Regions from separate parts of the Mus musculus genome. Here region 2 is linked to region 1. The links are chromatin contacts, called in public promoter capture Hi-C maps. All regions are on one chromosome and are shown on one strand. The core of a region is the stretch at or near the end of the contact, and the rest is flanking DNA. Distances in the headings are between cores, read along the strand shown.

Region 1 (2,656 bases), core at 109-2,608:
AACAAAAAAATCAAAACATAGATGGGTTGGTGAGTGAAGAGTTCAGGTAAGGGCTAGGACAACCTGCTGGCTCCTTTGCCGAGGAGAACTGGGGGCTTACACGTGCCCTCCCCGGTCACAGGGTTCCTAGCTCTGGCATCTTCTTTCTCATCAGAATGGTAGAGAAACTCTTGAGGTTGACACGGTCTGGGCAATAGGATGCGCGCAAGTCTGGGCGTTAGTTAGGAACCTTAGTTCTGACGTAGTAGATCCACTCCCTTGCCAGGGCTTCCCTAGTGGTACCTCTGCTCGGACACTCCTGCCGTGCTGAGACCAGGCACATGCTCAAACTCCAGTCCCACCCAGGCTGCTTCCTGGCCATTCTGTTAGCGTCTATGTTTGATCTTTTCCTGATAAACAATGATCAAGAACATTGAGATCACAGAGGAGCCCAGAAAAGGAATGCCAGAGGCAAGGCAGGAGCAGCGACAGCTTCTCAATTTGTCCACCCCCATTCTGTGCCCTTTATGGTCCAGGTGTGTAGCATAAATACTCATCTTAGTCCTCAACCCCCTAGGTGCCTTTTTTTTTTTTTTCAGATGAGAACCCCGCGGTTCTGAGGAGGAAGTGACCCGGCCCAGAGACACACACAGGTCGTAAGTGGCAGAGCCCTGCCTAGAATCGAGGCATGTCTCCAAGTTCACTGCAGCCAAAATTAATTTCCTAGAGGCAAACCCTGGCCAAAGCCCTTGCCATGGTCCCTCTTTCTCCAAGAAAACCCACAGTCAAAGTGTGAAATAAGTCAACTTCAAGTGCCATAAATTCCATAATAATACATTGGGTGGGCCCGCAACTATGTCTTCTGTCTAGGGAGCTTCATCAGACACCCACCTCTCTCATGCTACACCCACAGGACTCAGCTTGGAGGTCATGGGGTTCTTTGGGGGGGGGGGTCACTCATCACCCCTACTCTGCCATTGTTTTTTATTTCCTCCTCCCATTCCCACCCCCTGAGTGTCCTGGGGACAGGCCCTGCCTTTATATGTCACTCAGTGCCTGGCACCAGCCCTGGCATGTAGTCAATGTTAAATAAATAGTTGGTGACTGGCAAGGGGACAGACGGAGGCATGGGGAGTTGGTAGAGGGGTGGCCTTGGTAGAAAAGAGGAGGTTTACTGTCTTCCCCGCCCCCTTCTCCCCTCCCTATTAGTCTTTTCTGGGGAAAGCAACAGAATGGCTGAGGAGGCCCTGGCCACCACGGGTTTAACCAGGTTACTCATGCGTTATCAGGAAGAAACAGAGCCTGCAGGCAAGCAGGACTGGCTGGAAATTGATCTCTCCCCAGTGCCAGGAGGCAGAGCAAGGGGGAAGGCCTGTGTGGCTGCGCTGGGATTGGCTGAGAGCAGCTCTGAGGTTTGAGGATCTGTGACTCCCAGTGACCTATGTTGGAAGGTTGTCTTCCTTGACCTGCTTGGTTAGGGTGCAGAGAATAGGGTGGCACACACTGGGGGTGTGGTCCCAAAGCAGGCTCATTTGAGCTTCCCAGACACTTTGGAATACAGGTGGGCAAATCTCTCTGGGATGCAGTAGTCAACACATTGCTGGGAGTGGGGCCAGGAGCATAAAGCCTTCCTAAAGTGGAGAGGCAAGTGAGCCTCCACTAGACCTAGGGCCAGACTCTTGATGTGACCACACTGGGTGACTGACTCTTCATGTACAACAAGGCCAGCCCTGTTGGTTAGTCTTTACACTCAGGGCTGGTGATCTTTTCACAAAGGCCACAGGAGGGTAAGAAGCTACCAACTGAGTGACAGCCTCTAAGAAAATAGGCAACTCCTCTAAAAGGCCTACCCTGGCTGCTTAGACACCAGTGCGCTCGCTTTCTCTCTCTTCCTACGTTTTCTTTTCTTTAGAAACTTTTTTTTTTTTTGGCTAGGCAGTAGCGGCACACACCTTTACTTCCAGCACGTGGGAAGCAGAGGCAGGCGGATCTTTCTAAATTAGAGCCCAGCCTGGTCTACAGAGCAAGTTCCAGGACAGCCAGAGCTACACAGAGAAGTCCTGTTTCAAAAAAACAATAAAAATAAACAAATAAATAGGTTATCGGATGTGTGTGGTATATGCACAGGTGTGTACATTGGAAGCCAGAGGTGGATGTCTAATATCTTCCTCTGCCTCTTTTCACTTTTTTTTTTTTTTTTTTTTTGAGAAAGGGTCTCTCAATTATGTAGCCTTGACTGTCCTGGAACTTTTTAAGTAAACCAGGATGGGCTTGAACACTCAGAGATCCACTTTCCTCTACCTCCCAAGTGCCAGGATTAAAGACATACACCACCAAGCTTGGTTTACCCTACTTTTTTGTAACAGGCTCTTTGTTTTGCTTTGTCTTTTTTTCTTTCTCTAAACAGGGTTTCTCTGTGTTGCCCTGGCTGTCCTAGAACTCACTCTGTAGGCCAGGCTGGCCTCGTTAAAGGTGTGTGCCACCACTGCCTGGCTGAGACAGGCTCTTTTACTGAACATCATTTAGCTAGGCTAACTGGCCAATGAGTTTCAAGAATTCCCCTGTCTCTTCTCCTCCCCCCTACCCAGCAACAGCACCCTACTCTTCACTTGGGTGCAGGGGAGTCAAGGTTAGGTCTGCATGTTCATACAGCAGGTGACTTACTAACTCAGCCAGC
Region 2 (2,656 bases), core at 65-2,564, 450 kb before region 1:
CAGACTGAGAAAAACCAGTGTACAAGCTAGGTCTGGGGAAACCTGGGTGCTGGGAAAGTCTCCAGCCACACTGATTGAGCAAAGGTCTCCAGGCCAGAAAACATGTCTACTGCAGCCTTCTGCACAAGGGATTTTACATTCCTTCCCTTGAAGGCACAATCTGTTGTGAGGTTTTTCTCAGCAAATCTATAGATAATGAACCTACCTTTATAGAAGATGTCACCTGTACTCTCCAAAGAGTTTTGAGGTAACCATGTCTGACCTCTAGCATGCACCATGGTGTGTGTATGCCTTCACTCATAAATACAAACACACATACACAGATGCACACCCATGCACACTACACACACCAACAAAACATTTTACTTTTTATAAACTGAGTACTAATATAAACTGAGTACTAATTAAGGGAATAATTTGATACCATTTTTCCATCTAACACATACACATAGACTATGCAGCATCTCAATTATAGAATACCAATGAGATGGTTATTAAATACCCTCTTATGCTATAGCCTCAACTACATAGAAAATTTGAGGCCAGCCTGAGCTACATGAGACCCTATTTCAAAAAAAAAATAGCCAGTAGGCAAATTAATTATTAATAAATGGTGGGTGAATGAAGAAACTGTTAAAAGATTTTGAGGGGAAAAAGCTGGAAGAAAATATTAATTGTCTGGTATTGGTACATGTTTGGATGGTAGAATTACAGAGAATTCCTGTTTCTTTTCTATGGTTTTCTCACGCTTTACAAATACTCCCACAAATATATTACATTGTTAACCATAATAAGGCTTTAAAATAAATACCTTTATTGTCTACCACAGTACCAGGTCTTGGTCATTGTTTTTCTTATTTTCATTGTGCTTGGATAAACCTAGCCTCTGACAAATGCTTCCTAGCCAGTGAGCTACACTTCCAAGTAGGCCTTAGGAAACAAATGCACAGAACTTGAAGAATGCAAAGCTCTGGCCCTGGGGCGGCTCAGGATGCTTGCTCAGCCTTGTGTCTCCTCCCCACCACTATCTCGGAGTTTTAGGAGGCTGAGCCCAGGTCAAAGTCATCCTATGAGTGTTTCACACTTCCCATTACAGCATTCACCTCTCCTCTAGTTTAGACCCAACCAAGCTGGTTCCGCTGGGGTGAAATACCTTATCACCGAGCTGATATTTAACAGACTGCTAAGCAGATTGTAAAAAGTAAAAAACAAACAAACAAAAAAAAAAACCCTAAAGATATGAACTATTACCCAGTGCCTATGTCTGGTTGGCACGGGAAAAGTCTAAACCCTGATCTTGTGAAACTTGAGCCTAGATTGCTCCATCCCTAGGCTCTGAAAGTTTCCTAGGCAACTGTCAGGGCACCAGGCAGTGGTGGCACATGCCTTTCATCCCAGCACCCGGGAGGCAGAGGCAGGTGGATCTCTGTGACTTTGAGACCAGTCTGGTCTACAGAGCAAAGTTCCAGGACATCCGTCTACACAGAGAGGCCTATCTGGAAACAAAACAAAACCAAACAAATGAAACAAACAAACAAACAAAAAACCCTCACAGTGATCTACACCCCACTTGTCCACCAGCCAGCCATGCAGCTCTGGCTTTCCCAGTTCCGTCCTCCACCCCCTCGCTGCTCTCCACACCTCCTCATTGTTGGGTTTGGGGGTAGGAGTTCACGAGGGACACTGAGATGGATTACAGGGGAGTAGTGAGTTTATTAGAAGAGTTACTGATGCTGTGGGCAGACAGTGCGGTGGGGGCTCAGAGGAGAGCTCAGGCCCCGGCATCAAAGACAGCATGGCAGGGTCTCTGATTCACAGATGGAAGGGGTTGGGGATCGGGATGTAAGGCCATCAGTACTCACTCTGATGTAAACTCTTTTCCAAAGTACGAGAGCCTGATACCAAGAAGTCTGACTAGGACTCACAGTTTCTTAGGTGACTGTAGTATTAAGTTGGATGTAGAGACCTTGAAGTTGGCTCAAAACTCCCCAAGACCAAGTTCTTAGCACTAAAAGAGATGTATTTATCCAAGAGGGCAAGGATAAGGGACAAAGACCAAAGACCGAGGACAAGGAACGAGGGAAAGGAACACAGACAGGGAAGGGATATTTTCCCTGGAGGACAAAAGACTGCCTCTGGATAAAGAGGAGGCAGATGTGGCCCACAGGCTAATGGTGGTTTATAAAGACAACATAACAGGGGAAAACCAATGTTAGAATGAGGTGTTTAATTTTATTTATTCATTTATTTATTTATTTATTTATTTATTTATTTATTTATTTATTTATTTATTGGTTTTCTTTTTTAGACAGGGTTTCTCTGTGTAGCCCTGTCTGTCCTAGAACTCACTCTGTAGACCAGGCTGGCCTCAAACTCAGAAATCTGTCTGCCTCTGCCTCCCAAGTGCTGGGATTAAAAGTATGTGCCACCACTGCCCTTCAAGGTGTTTAATTTTAATTGGGCGTGTTAATTAGGTGAACCAGCTGGGCGTGGTGGCGCATACCTTTAATCCCAGCACTTGGGAGGCAGAGGCAGGCGGATTTCTGAGTTCGAGGCCAGCCTGGTCTACAAAATGAGTTCCAGGACAGCCAGAGCTACACAGAGAAACCCTGTCTCGGAAAACCAAAAAAAATAAAATAAATTAGGTGAACCACAG

The links. Promoter capture Hi-C pulls out the DNA fragments that hold promoters and counts their contacts.
Region 2: a promoter capture Hi-C map of liver shows a contact between it and region 1, with 2.5 times the contacts expected there. The contact joins two enhancer-like sites. A contact is called at or near these places in 3 of 39 promoter capture datasets (the 3T3-L1 cell line, hippocampal neurons and liver), 2 of 115 datasets of contacts at active chromatin or transcription factors (embryonic stem cells and pancreatic cancer cells) and 1 of 9 other capture datasets (liver).

What each region holds. Positions count from the first base shown.
Region 1 is chr11:53,460,538-53,463,193 of GRCm38.p6, reverse strand. All of the region lies in intron 1 of Shroom1 (shroom family member 1), which reads right to left. Among named protein-coding and RNA genes, the nearest start is that of Shroom1, 4.7 kb to the right of the region's middle. Within about 2 kb of position 1,358, at least 31 of the 459 cell types and tissues checked have an H3K27ac peak or open chromatin away from gene starts, as enhancers often do. A contact at or near this core is called in liver, where this site is marked.
Region 2 is chr11:53,909,754-53,912,409 of GRCm38.p6, reverse strand. No RefSeq gene overlaps it. Among named protein-coding and RNA genes, the nearest start is that of Slc22a5, 19 kb to the right of the region's middle. Within about 2 kb of position 1,314, at least 19 of the 459 cell types and tissues checked have an H3K27ac peak or open chromatin away from gene starts, as enhancers often do. A contact at or near this core is called in liver, where this site is marked.